Linked DNA regions of Oryctolagus cuniculus: region 2 is linked to region 1. Evidence: chromatin contacts called from public Hi-C data. All regions are on one chromosome and are shown on one strand. Each heading gives the region's core, a stretch centred on a gene start, on an enhancer-like site or on the middle of the called end of the contact. The rest is flanking DNA. Distances are from core to core; before and after follow the strand shown. Region 1 holds the start of PIGO (phosphatidylinositol glycan anchor biosynthesis class O). Region 2 holds the start of TMEM8B (transmembrane protein 8B).

What was found. A called contact is a pair of places that touch in the nucleus more often than the background predicts.
Region 2: a Hi-C map of an unstated tissue shows a contact between it and region 1, with 2.0 times the contacts expected there. The contact joins the promoter of TMEM8B here to the promoter of PIGO in region 1. A contact is called at or near these places in 2 of 6 Hi-C or Micro-C datasets (ear pinna and an unstated tissue).

The regions. Positions count from the first base shown.
Region 1 is chr1:198,059,490-198,066,414 of mOryCun1.1, reverse strand. It overlaps PIGO (phosphatidylinositol glycan anchor biosynthesis class O), which reads left to right and starts at 4,647. Exons shown (of 11, transcript XM_051844322.2): 1 at 4,647-4,714; 2 at 5,433-5,944; 3 at 6,465-6,608; 4 at 6,781-6,904. The coding sequence starts at 5,434. STOML2 (stomatin like 2) reads left to right here. Exons shown (of 10, transcript XM_002708008.4): 5 at 26-127; 6 at 283-417; 7 at 571-715; 8 at 829-908; 9 at 1,131-1,259; 10 at 1,699-1,980. The coding sequence ends at 1,836.
Region 2 is chr1:198,731,323-198,738,356 of mOryCun1.1, reverse strand. It overlaps TMEM8B (transmembrane protein 8B), which reads right to left and starts at 5,383. Exons shown (of 14, transcript XM_070054173.1): 1 at 5,319-5,383. FAM221B (family with sequence similarity 221 member B) reads left to right here and starts at 5,178. Exons shown (of 7, transcript XM_051856683.2): 1 at 5,178-5,813.

The DNA of each region.
Region 1 (6,925 bases), core at 3,398-5,897:
CTTACACTGTCCACGCCCCTTCCAGGCAAGCTATGGTGTGGAGGATCCCGAGTATGCGGTCACCCAGCTAGCTCAGACAACCATGAGATCAGAGCTTGGCAAGCTCTCCCTGGACAAAGTCTTCCGGGTAAGTGATGTGGAGACAGAGTTAGGATTTGGAGGCCTGAACCTGGCACTGTCGGTCTTTTCTGGGGCTCAAGATCAGCCCCGGGGGATCTTGATCAGCTCAGTCTGCTGACAGATGGTTTGAGGCTGTAGAGCTTACACCTCTTCTTCCTCCAGGAGCGGGAGTCTCTGAATGCCAACATTGTGGATGCCATCAACCAGGCTGCGGACTGCTGGGGCATCCGCTGCCTGCGTTATGAGATCAAGGATATCCATGTGCCTCCCCGGGTGAAAGAGTCCATGCAGATGCAGGTGGGGGCCAGAGAAGGGTGAGGAAGGGGACCTCAGGGTGCTGCAGTCCCGGGCGGACCTGGGCTCCCTTCCCTGTTGTGATGGGCATAATTGCAAGTGTGGGTAAAAGTTTCCCCTGGCTTCTCGTTAAGGCATGTTGCTGGGGGCTTGCAGGTAGAGGCAGAGCGGCGAAAACGGGCCACAGTTCTAGAGTCGGAAGGGACCCGAGAGTCGGCCATCAATGTGGCAGAAGGGAAGAAACAGGCCCAGATCTTGGCCTCTGAAGCAGAAAAGGCTGAGCAGATCAATCAGGCTGCAGGTTAGAAGGCGGCAGAGGCCGAGGGAGGAGAGGGCGTGAGCTCTGAAGGGTGGTACCGGGACTCTGGGCATTTTAGGGTCTTCGTGGGTCAGCCTCTGTCTCATCTCTTCTAGGAGAGGCCAGTGCAGTTCTGGCCAAGGCCAAGGCCAAGGCTGAAGCTATTCGTATCCTGGCTGCAGCTCTGACACAACATGTGAGAGGCCCCTGGGTGGCAGTGTGGGCCAAGAGTTGACCATGAAAGGGTTCTCCTCTACCCTTGGGGGACATTCTTTCCTTTATGGGTTCCATTAAGGCGGATTACATGATGTCTTGTGTTGTGACCTGCATACCCTCTGTTTAGGCCATTGCTCTCTCTTCTCCATCATCCCCATCTCCAAATGTGCAATCTTTGTTTCTGTCTCCCATGTGGCCACAGAACGGAGATGCAGCAGCTTCACTAACTGTGGCCGAGCAGTATGTCAACGCATTCTCCAAACTGGCCAAGGACTCCAATACTATCCTGCTGCCTTCCAATCCCGGGGACGTCACCAGCATGGTGGCTCAGGTTAGCACTCTCTGAGGACCCAGCATGGAGCACTAGTGCCAGGGACTGAGACCTCCCACTACCACCAGCACTCACACCCCATTGGTCTGCAGAGTGCCAGGCCCGGCCCTTCCTTTGTTCCCTGTAGAGAACACCACCTCCATTCAGCCCTGCAGATAGAGTGCTCTTGAGAGGTGGTTTTTTTTTTGTTTTTTTTTTTTTGTTTTTTTTTTTTTTGTTTTTGCAGATACCTGTGCCAGGGTACCCAGGTCATCATACTCTGATGGCTTACGGATTCCTGGGATCAACTCCAAAGCTTATGTCTAAGGCTTAAGAGAAGAAAAAAGACAAACCAAGCCCAGTAGTCCTAGTCACAGCTTTTTCTTTCAGCCATTAGTAGGTTGGGCTGTGCCTTCTGCAGGGTGATCTCATGGCTCTCTCTCTCTGTCCCTCTCCTCAGGCCATGGGTGTGTACGGGGCCCTCACCAAAGCCCCGGGATCCGGGGCCCAGGACTCAGTTTCCCGTGGCAGCGGCCGAGATGTCCAAGGCACAGATGCAAGTCTTGATGTGGAACTTGATCGGGTCAAGCTGAGTTAGTGGAGCTGGGCGTGGTCAGGGAGTCCCGGGGCAGGGGAGCAGCACTTCCAGATTCTGTCTGTGGCCTCCCTGCCACGAGTTTGCTTTTTATTTTTTTATTTGAACTTTAATCATGTAATAAACTCACCAGTAGCAAACCAGAAACTGTCCTCTTTGATTGGGGGATTATGTTGGGAAAGTCACTGGCGTTTTCTTTGGATGTCTACACTCTCCAATCCTGTGAGGTGTTGGGAGCTGATGCTTCTAGGAGCATGAACTCTATTTAAACTGAAAGCACCCTTTTTGTCTTCAAGAGGAACTGTGTGATAATGGCGGAGCGATCAATCCACATGACTATGGAGCTGCCCAGTGCGGGGTGTAGTCCCCTTCCTGCCCAGCGTGGGGCTGTGTGTGTGAGGCAGGTGTTGAGGGGATATTTCATACGGAAGAGGGCTGCCCTGGCAGGGGAGAGCTGCTGACTGCATACAGGGTCTTCAGGGATTGAGGGCATTCCCTGGGCATCTGTTCAAAAACATCTAGTGTCTGCCACGAGCCAACCTCCGTGCTGCACGCTGGAGTTAGCAAAGCAGCAGGTCCAGCCACCCCTGCTTCCACAGTCAGGTAAGGGAGCGGTGGTAGCAAATGACCACTGGTGTGCTGGAAGGGCTGTGGCACGGAGTGCAGGGTTGCAAGAAGCCTCACCAATAGACTGGAAGGTAGACATGAAGGAGGTGAAGGAAAGACCCTTTTGGGCAGCTGGGAGTGAAACTGATACTGTAAATGCAGAGTTCCTGGGGTAGAGCATGTGGGAATTTTAAGTGGAAGAGCAATGGAACCACTACGGATATGATAAAGAAGCAAAGTGCTGGGATCGGTGCTGTGCAGTGCCAGCATCCCATATGGGTGCTGGTTCTAGTCCCGGCTGCTCCTCTTCCCATCCAGCTCCCTGCTATGGTCTGGGAAGGCAGTAGAAGATGGCCCAAGTCCTTGGCCCTCTCCACCCGTGTGGGAGACCTGGAAGAAGCTCCTGGCTCCTGGCTTTGGATCAGCGCAGCGCCGGCCGTTGCAGTCATCTGGGGAGTGAACCAGTGGACAGAAGACTTTTCTCTTTGTTTCTCCATCCCACTGTCTGTAACTCTACCTCTCAAATAAATAAATAAAAGAAGCAAAGAGGCAGCTAGAAGATGAATTACAGGGGAAAGGGGGATAGTGTGTAGAGTTGTAGGGCCATTGCAAAAATTTAGGCTTTTATTTTAAAGGTTTTAAGACATTGCCAGGGGCTGGCGCTGTGGCATAGTGGGTAAAGTCGCCACCTGCGGTCCTGGTATCCCATATGGGTGCCAGTTCGAGACCTGGCTGTTCCACTTCCAATCCAGCTCTCTGCTGTGGCCTGGGAAAGCAGTAGATGGCCCAAGTCCTTGGGCCCCTGCACCCGTGTGGGAGACCCAGAAGAAGCTCCTGGCTATTGGCTTCAGATCAGCACAGCTCTGACCATTGCGGCCAACTGGGGAGTGAACCAGCAGATAGAAGACCTCTCTCTTTCTGTCTCTCCTCTTTCTATGTAACTGACTTTCAAATAAATAAATCTTAAAAAAAAAAAAAAAAGATATTGCCAGCTTAAGTCTTGTACTTATGTTTTAAATGACTGGCAGGGAGATAAAGATCTCTTGTCCACTGATTTCACTCTCCAAATGCATGCAACAGTGGGGGCTGGGCCAGACCAAAGCTAGAAGCCCAAGGCTCAATCTGGGTCTCAGGTGTGGGTGACAAGGACCTAAGTACCTGAGCCATCGCCTTCTGCCTCCCAGGGTGTGCATTAGTGGGAAGCTGACATGGGAAGTGGAGCTGTGTGACTCGAACCCAAGCGTCCAAAGTGTCATCTTAACTGCTGTGTCAGACACCCCCCCCCCAGGCTTTTAACACGCATGCTCCACACAACTCCTCCATTTAAAAATACAAAGTCAGTGCTTTCTAGTATATTCAGAGCTGAAGAACCGCCAACTTTAGGATGTGTCACGCACCTTTTCCTCAGCCGTACCTGCCCCCTCCTCAATAGTACTGAGAAGCCGTTTTGTTTATTCGTCAGTGATGGGCATCTGGGATTGCACCTTGGGCTGTGATGGACAGTAGTACTATGAGCATTCAGGTGCAGTTTTGTTTGGACACAGGTTTTCACCTTGGAGTGATTCTGCTAGTTCACCACTGTGTAGCCTGTTGACAAACTGTTCATCTGTTTTCCAAAGCTGCTGCCCTCTTTTTATGATCCCCCAGCCACAAATGAAGGTTTCTAACACCCCCTTGCCAGTATTTATTTGTCTTTAATGATAGCCGTCCCGGTGGACTTAAGTGGTATTTTCAGCACTTTCCTGATGGCTGGTGCTATTGAGCATTGCTCTGTGGGTCCCCTGGCCATTTGGATATCTTCAAGGAAATGTTTAGTCACATCCTTTGCCTATTTTAAAACTGGGTTATTTGGAGTTATTATTATTATTATTATTGAGTTATAAAATTCCTTTAGTTGATTTGAGAGGAGGAGTGATGAAACCTTATCAATAGGAGTTAGCTAAGCAAAGAGAGAAAAGTCTTATTTTCATTTTACTAAGCAATGCCAAATAATGATAGAGAGCCGAGTTTGACTCCAGACTCTGTGCTTTTGGATTTAACCACGAAAGGACGGTAGCTCCCCGAACTCTTTCCTGAACTTAGTGCCTTGCCCGCTAATTCTCCTAAATTATGAAATCTCCCAACAAACTTGCCAAGCCCAATGAGCCTCGCCAAATTTCCACCGAGGTGCCGGCAGATGGCGCTGGGGCTCCCGGTGGGCCGCTCTGTCTGCCGCCCTCAGCTCGGTGGTGCCAGGCCCTGGGCGCCGCTGTCGCACTTCCGGGCGCCGGTGCAGGTGAGCCGGGGGCTGCTCAGAACCCCTAACGCTCCCCTGTCCCGAAGTAGGGGTGCAACGCCCCTGGGCCCTGCTCGCAGCCACAGGTACCTAGCACCGGGGCCAGAGCGTCCAGGCGGAGGCCAGGAATCCCTCGGAAGAGGCAGAGCCGCCTGCCACCCAGCTCCCAGTGATGCCTGACCGACTCTCCACCTGCGCCCCTGCCCCGTGGTGCAAGGGAGGTCTTGCCTCTGGTCTCCTGGCCGCTGGGAAGCGGAGCATGACTCCTCCCCTTCGTCCCTTTGGTCCCCGCCAGGCGGCGCGGTCGGCCGGACCTGGATTCTTGGCGACTGCGAGTCCTGGCCGCCGCAGGGGTGTTGAGAGTAGCGAGAGAGACGCTGGGAAAGCCTGCGGAGAGCGGTCTATCGCTTGGAGTAAGTTCTCCTCGCGACCGTGTGCTTTCGGCAGTAGGCTCTCCTGATGCATATGTGCACATTCCTGTGTCCCTGACGGAGTCGATCTGGGCTGGTCTTTAACAGCGGCTCCAGATTGAGGCCCATGCTCCGGGGACCTCATGGAACTGATGGAGAGGAACGATGCGATGGCTTGGCAGTGGGACTGTTTATCTCCAGTAAGGCTTTCGAACAGAAATGGTTTTAGCTGGGCATTATGTTGGCGACCAGAGTAGCTACTGAGTGTTTGCCCTGCCGTGATGAATTCCCTCTTCTTCCCCTACCAGGATGCAGAAGGTCTCAGTGCTGCTCTTCCTGGCCTGGGTCTGCCTCCTCTTCTACGCTGGCATTGCCCTCTTCACCAGTGGCTTCCTGCTCACCCGTTTGGAGCTCACTAACCATAGCAGCTGCCAGGAGCCCCCAGGTCCTGGGTCCCTGCCATGGGGGCATCGAGGACAGCCCGGGGCCTGCTGGATGGCGGCCCAGTTCTCCCGGGTCGTGTTGGTGCTGATAGACGCTCTGCGATTTGACTTTGCCCAGCCTCAGCGCTCCCATGGGTCTGGGGAGCCTCCTGCCTCCCTGCCCTTTCTGGGCAAACTAGGTTCTTTGCAGAGGATCCTGGAGACTGAGCCTCACCGTGCACGCCTCTACCGAGCGCAGGTGGATCCACCCACCACCACCATGCAGCGCCTCAAGGCCCTCACCACCGGCTCACTGCCCACTTTTGTCGATGCCGGCAGCAACTTTGCTAGTCACGCCATAGTAGAAGACAATCTCATTAAGCAACTCAACAGTGCAGGTCAGTCTGGGCCCCTTTGGAAATCTTGGCAAATTGCTTCAGAAGTCAGGGAGCCAGAACTTTGGGTGCAGGGCCTTGTGTGTAGGGAGCTCAACTTGGGAGACAAAGGAGAGGGGCCCTGATCTGCCCTTTCTCCTTGTGAAGCTTTTAATCTGCATGCGATGTGGATTTTACTCTTGAGAACTCAGTAGAGGGGCAAGAAAGAGGGAAGTGAGGATGGGGCCTCAGCTGACAGTGTGGGGAAGAGAAGCAGAGCTCACTGACCTTGAAAAAGGGGCACACTCAGAAAAAACATCCACCGAGATACTCGGGCATGGAGGACCGACAGGGTGATTGGTAGGAACGGGCAGTGAGAGGCCTGGATGGAGTAGGGTTACATGGAGAACTTCTTGAAAATGTTGGGCTCTGAAGGAGAAGGAGTTACAGGATGGAATGGCAGGGCCTTGGGGTGCATGGCAGAGATTTCTGATGGGTCGTTAAAGGTGCTCCTCTCCTCTGTTGCCTTGCTCTGCCCCTGCAGGAAGGCGTATCGTCTTCATGGGAGATGACACCTGGAAAGCCCTTTTCCCTGGAGCCTTCTCCCAAGCTTTCTTCTTCCCGTCCTTCAACACCAGAGACCTCCACACAGTGGACAATGGCATCTTGGAACACCTGTATCCAACCAGTGAGCACGGGGCCCGAGCCCTCAGTCCCTGCCTAACAGAAACGCCAGGGAGGGCTGCTTCAGTGCACACACTCTGAGCCTCCCATGCATGCAGCAGCCTGGGGAGTGTCAGGACGTGGCTGGGGCTGAGGAGTGGGCCTTAGTCCCCGTGCTCAGTGTTTTCCCTTCGCAGTGGACAGTGGTGAATGGGATGTGCTGATTGCTCACTTCCTGGGTGTGGATCACTGTGGCCACAGGCATGGCCCGCACCACCCTGAAATGGCAAAGAAACTTAGCCAGATGGACCAGGTGATCCAGTGAGTGTGGGCTGTTGGCTG
Region 2 (7,034 bases), core at 4,134-6,633, 670 kb before region 1:
TGTATATGAGTGTGTGTGTGAGTGTGAGGTGCATGTGTATGAGTACGTGTGTGTGAGTGCATGTGTGTGAGTACGTGTGAGTGTGAGTGCGTGTGTGTATGAGTGTGTGTGTGTATGAGTGTGTGTGAGTGCATGTGTATGAGTACATGTGTGAGTGCGTGTGTGTGTGAGTGCATAAGTACATGTGTGTGTGTGTGTGTGTGTGTGAGTGCATGTGTATGAGTGCGTGTGTGTGTGTGAGTGCATGTGTATGAGTACGTGTGAGTGCGTGTGAGTGTGTGCATGTGTGTGTGTGTTGGCAGGGGCTCCTAAGCCACTGAGCAGGCTAGAACTCCACCTGTGGGGCGCAGCAGCCAGCATGGCACTGTGTAACTTCCTTGTTTATTTTCTTCCCCTTTTCTGTCCCTCTGCGGGCTGAAGCAGCAGAAACCCTCAGAAGCTCCACAAGAGCCGTCTGTGTACCGGCGCAGGGCAGGAGCGGGAGGGGAAAGTGTGGTGAGGCTGCCAGGGCCTGCTTGGGTGGCAAAGGCAAGAACAGGAGCCGGCAGGCCACCGCGAGAGTCCCCAGGAAAGGAGGAAAGAGAGGCATCGGGCCCTCTGGGGTCAGAGGGAGCAGCCAGGGGGTGTTTCCCCAGAGGAGGCCCCCATGAGGCAGTCAGCTGGTGACCCCGTGGGACTATTCAGAGCAGGCCGGGCTAGGAAGAGGGGAGGAAGTGGCCATCTCTACCTGAAATGCCGCGATAACTGGCCATGACTGTCAGGCACAGAGCCAAGGTGAGCAGGAACACCGTGTCAGCAGCGAGCCGGGCAAACACACTGCAGCAGTGAGAATGACCCAGTAGCTTATCTGGATGAGGGAAGAGGCCCCCAAAAGCAGGCAGGTTCCCCAGAGTGAAGCTTGGGAATCTAGCTACTTAGGAGACACCAGCACACCCTCAGAAACACCCAGGGGAGCGCCTCCAGGCCAAGTGACAACTACCTGCAGGACAGGTTAAGGGTCAGGCAGAGGAGACACTCAGCTGGGGAGTCTTTTTGCCAAGCAGAAAATACCCACGGGACTTACTTAGTCTGACACCTTCAACTCTGGATATGGGAAACATGACTCCCAATGGGAGTAGCTTTCAGGGAGAGGGTGGCCCCACTGAACTGGAGGAATCTCAAGAATCACCCTCCAGAAAGCTGCATGACACAGGCAGGAGCCGTCGGCCATAGGCTGGGCTGTGTTCATCTTCAAAATCCACTGTTATACCCAAGGAACAGTCTGTCCAGTTCAGACCACATGATCAGTCTCAGCTGTCAGAATCCAGCCACCTTGCGAGCTGAGCTGTGCCTGGGATCCCAGAGAGATTCATAGAGCAGCTTCCAGAGATCAGAGGAGACACACCCAAGAAGGATGAAGGGAAAAGGAACCAACCAGATGGGGGAGACAGGTTTCCGGAGAGCCCTGACCATCACAATGGGAGGCAGAAGGCCAGGAGAACAGCCTGGACACAATGGTTACAAGAATTCCGAGCTCTGGAGCTCCCTCTACTGGGGTTAGCGAAGGGCTGCGCTCCTCAAAGTAGGTCCCAGGGATGGGTCATCTGATCAGCCACAGCTCCTGCTAGGAGGACGTCGGTTGGCCCCTCAGTGAAGACCCTCGGGGAGAAGCAGCTGTGGACCTTTGGGAAACAGGGGCAGATAAGCACAAAGACCCCTGCAATCCATAGCACCGCGGAGAACTGGGGTCTAGCTAAGCCAGCCCTAGGTGGCCAGCACCTAGAGGTCACAGACTAGGTGAGTGGGGAAAGGAGAGGCCGGCAGCTGGGAACAATGCGAGGAACCTAGAAGAAGTTTTGAGGGCAGATGCTTGAGCAAGAGTGCCCGGCCCCCCTCACCCCAAGCTTTGGCTTGGAGTTGGAACAGGGCCTACCACAGCTGTGTCCCAGGGGAAGCATGACAAGGCCTGGCCAAGTTCAGACAGACCTGTCCTGAATGCCCCAGTACTGCTATGATGAAGTTACGGTGATTCCCTAATACTATCCAAACCACCCCTTTACAAACACACACACACACACACACACACACACACACACAGGTTGAGGCAGACCCAGCTACTGATAGCACTAGGTAGAACAAAAGGTCATTTCCTGGAATGGAAAGGCATGCCTGGGTTATCAACCGGGCAGATAAGCCCAAAGAAAAGACCCAACAATCAGGGATGGAACCAGGAGATCCAGGAGGTAACTAAAATGAGATCAAGGCAACAATAAGCATTTGTGCAGTTGTATGCTGATGGTCCAATGACACTGCTGGCCCCTCCTCGGGCAAACCTATCACGGCCACTAAGTACAGAGCACCCCTCAAAGGCACTGGCTCTGTTCTCATCAGCCCTGCCAGCCACTGGGCCTAGTCGATGCTCTTTTCCAAAGTCACTGCAATTCTCCCCAGAGCACCTGCTCCTGCTCCTGGGCAATCCGGCTTTGATCCCCAACTTTCAGTTTCCTGTACTCTGGCTATCAGTCACCCTCTTCCCTAGCCACGCACTCAGTGCAAGCTCAGTGGGCTCATGAGCCAAGAAGCCATGATGGCAAGGATGGACGCTATGAACTGGCCTCAACAATATGGCCTCTTCCTCACCAAATCTGAAAATCTGATTGTCTGCTGCCTCTGCTGAGTGCCCAACCTACCAGCAGCAGTAATTAACACCACACTCCCCCACTCCCGCTCCTCCCTTCAAGGAGAAGGGCTGGCTGCAGATGGAGAACTTGTACCAGAGGACTTAAGAAAGTTTGTAGAAGATGGAATTAAAAGATAAGTTTCTTTTGGTGCAAAAAATTTTGAAATATTTGCCATTTTTTCATAATATACACTTTCCATGAATTTTTGAAGACACTTCATATATGATTTCAATGTTTTTTACACCAAAATAAACTTACCTTTTAATTCCATTTTCCCACAGACTTTTTGAAGTACCTTCCATATACACTATTGGAGGCACCCCACACCACCTTCAACCTTGAAACTCCATTTCTGAAGGTAACACTTCAGTGATCCGTCCATTTGAGGAACAGGCTGAGCTGAAGTGAAATGTGTGTTGGCCACGACATATCCCTTCCCCTCACAAAATAACCTAGGCATCCAGAGGATACCTTGGCTCACACACAATATCCGTGTGCCCACAATCACCAACACACAAGCAAGTGCACATGCTGTACATGCCCGTGTTTCCACAGATCCCTCGGACACACACAGACATGTAAGTGTCCAGATGCCTCTGCAGGGGCCGTGACCTTCGATGGGCACTCATCTCCAGGCCCCTGGAGCTCACCCAAACCCAGCCCCACCCCTCTGTTAGCTGCTTCTGCCAAAGAGACCATCAGACACTTCTCCATCCTAGCTGAGGGCCACCTGCAGAGGTGGCTGCGGAATGGGGCTGTGAAAACCACAGTCATTTCATGGTGGGGCCTTGGAGCAAGACTCGCTCCTCCTCCCACATTCCAAGAAGTTGGGCCTCTCCCTGTCCCATCCAAGTCACTTCCTCCCTGGAGGGTGGCCCTAGGCTGACACCTGGCCAACGAGGAACAGTTTGTGGATGAAGCCTCCTTGTGGGCAGACTGGGGAGAAGAAAGGTTGTGCGTGGAGTGTTTCTCCACTTGGGTCTGTTTCACAATTAGGCATCTATTGCAGTGGGAACACACACACTCACACACACACAGAGACACCCTTTCTCTAGCCCCAGCAATGCCACTTACAACCTGTAAACAAACTGCTGGCTCACTGAGCCTCAGTTTCCCCATCTGTAAAATGGTCTCTGAGCATCCACTCTGCTGTAAAATGTATCAGGAATTTTCCCTAGGCAAACCAAAATTCTTCAAAACAAGAGCCACTGCAAGAAGAAAACTCATTATAATGGCAACGAATCCATGCCCATCTGTTACCTGTTATCTTCTAAACTGTTTTTTCTGAACCCTGCTTGAATGCATGCCCAATATTGCAAAGCTTTAGACTGTATTTTTGAGAGAGGCCGCAAGGCCACGACTTCCCTGAGGGAAAAAAAAGAGTTAAAGTGGGATCACAACAGACACCAGGAAAGAAACCCTGGAGTCTATCAGCCACCTGCTGGGCCTCAAACCCAATTACCCTTCTTTTGAGTCTGTGGAATTCCCCCTGGATGGAAGACTTCGCTCCTCCCTCTCCCCCCACCCCCTTCTCCCAGAGATCCGGTTCCCCAGCTCCTGAATCTCTCCAGCCCACCCACTCCTGCCTGATCCCCCTCCCTGCTGGCAAGCTCGCCTGCTTCTGCACTCACCGGCCCCTGGGCCAAGGACAGAGAACAGCAACAGCAGCAATAGGGCTGGCGGGAGCTGGGGCCCAGACCTGAGTCGAGGCTGGGAGAGGGGCAGAGTATGAGAGAGAGGGGGGCCCGGTGGGAAGGACTTGGGCAAACACAGAGAAGCGGGCAAAGGCTGGCACAACGGGTTGGGCTGGGCTGCGTACCGGGGCTTGAACAAGGGCAGGGAGTGGGATGGAAGAGGAGGCTGTGATAAGGGCGGGAGCGAGGGCTGGGGCTGGGCCAGGGGCTTAAGTAAACACTGGCCACCGGGCCGGGACAGGAGCTGGGCTGGGATTTGTGCCAGCGGATGGAACAAGGGCCGAGGGAGGGATGAGGAGAAGGCCAGCGGCAGGCACTGGGGCTGGAGAGGGGGTCTGGGTTGGAACCCGGACCTTGGCATTCGCAGGGATCCCGACCAGGGCTGGGACCGATTTGGGACGCGGGTCGAAGGCGGGGCCGGAGGCCAAGGCCAAGATTGGGATAGGACAAGGGGCCGCGACAAGGGCTGGGCCATGGCCCGGGGCGGGGGCGGGGCCGGACAGGCCAGCGCGGGGCGCTCGCAGAGCTGACCCGCGGCTCCGCTCCCCACCCCTGCGGGGTGGCCTCCGGTGTCCTCGCGGGCCTGGGGCGGGGGTTCGGGACCTGGGTGGGAGTTCAGGCCTGGGCGACTCCGGGCTGCGCTGAACCGGCGATAACCAGGCCCCGCGGCGGCGGCGGCCTGGGCCTGACGTAGGCGTGACGCTCCGCCCCCGACCTGTTCGATTGGTCCCTGTCATTGAAGCCCGCCCCCTGCCCTATTTTATTGGTCTCTAACTTCGTCCTGCGGGGTTTCGCGGACAGACTCCGCCCCAGTCCCAAGCCACCTGAGACCCTGTCTTTCCCACCCCAAACACAGAGCCTCAGTGCCCTCCTCAAATCCTCACAGCCCCCGCTGGCCGCCCCACAGAGGGCTCACAGGAGCTCTACGGAGACCCTCCCAGACCCAGTCTTCCCACAGGCGTACCCACAGATTTTTCGCAGCTCCAACCCCAGAGACTCGCTTATGGAGATCCCACAACCCACCCTCCCCCCCTTTTCAGACATGAGCCCTCTGGGTTCGCCCCCTCCAGGCCCAATGCAGCTCCCTCATCAGGCCTCACCCACCAACCGAGTGACCAGACTATTGTTGCCATGGAGACTGTGGGCGTTCTGGTCGCCCCGGTGACCGTCACCTCTTCTCCCAGCCTGGGTTCTAAAGGCGTCAGTCAAGGCCCTCCCCTATCGGCCCTAAACCACAACTGCCCCTTCCTGCCCTTCCCCAAGTCGGATCCAAGGAGCGCCTTTGCGAAGTTCTGCAGATGCCCAAATCCTCTCCCCAAATAGTTCCAGGCCAGACCGTTCACCGCTCAGCACCTGCAGGCCTGGCTCATTCACACTTGAGTCTCCCCAGGCCTCAGCTCTCCCCTTCCGGTCCTAAGGCAAGAGCCTGACCCAAGGACTTGCAACAACCAAGCCAAAGGTATGTAGTTTCCCCCTCCTAATGTCTCCTGTCCTCTGACACCCCTCAATCTAATTCCCTCTCAGTCTCCACGGGTCATCCTTAGGCCTCTGCCACTATTCCCTCCGCCCATCTCTCCCCCTTCTCTTCTGATCCTCTGGTTCTCTGTTCTCAGAAGACTTTTCCCTCTAGGTTGGTCATCTTCCTTCCTCTGCCTCTGCCTCCATTCCCAAACTTCCCCTTCAGAAGGGGTCTGGTGAGCTTCAGAAGTGAAATATCTAGTGTCAGGAGCATGGGGAAAAGTAGGGAGCAGAGAAAGTTAAGGCAAGGATTCTCAAGCACTGTTGCAAATGGCGAGAAGCCTTGACGGTCAAGAAATTTGGACTTAACCCTTTAAGGCTGAGTCACTGAATACTTTTAAACAAGGCAAGTCCTGTGCTGGGTTTGCATTTTAGAAAGATCTCGATTGGATCGGGAAGGAGGGCTGTTTCTTTTAGACATCCTTCTAGAATAAATTGGGCATATTCCTTTCCCACAGCACCTGGGCTCACCCCAGCACATCAGCCTATTTGTATTGTTATTGTTAGTTAACCCATCTCTCTCCCAAACTCACCCAAGTCCAACACATAACATGATGCCTGAGTAAGAGTGTAGGATCAGACTCTTTGTATAAATGTGAATGACATAAATAAATGAGAGAACTGGTGAGTGGATTAATATGCTGGGCATGGCAACAGAAAGGCAAATTTATCATACAATCCAGGCAAAAGGTGATGAGAAGTTGAGCAAAATTGGAGGCAAAGGAGAGGAGAGAATGCATTTGGGAACTATCTAAAAGACAGGAAATATGGCTCTTGACTGTCACTTCAAAATAAGCACTAATTCCCAGCGTTCAGTTTGATGCCCCTGGGACGTCCAGTTAGAAATATCCAGCAGGCAGTGGGCTATGAGTGTGAAATGCAGGAGTTTAAAAAGGTCTGGGCTGGAAATGTGGGTGTAGAAGTTATTGGCACACAACTAGAAGTAACTGAAGCTCTGAACACGAATGGGTGTGTGTGTGGTCCGTAGGTAAAACCAGGCTGTGAGCAGGGTGCCACCTTATGCATCCTGGTAGTCTCCAGTGTGCTCAAGGATCAACCTCAACTTTCCTTTGGTATTCCCAGTCTCTGGAACTCCTCCATAACCTTTTCTCCAGGGTCCTAAGACATGCCCAAGGCCCTTCTCTTGGACTGGCCAAGTAGC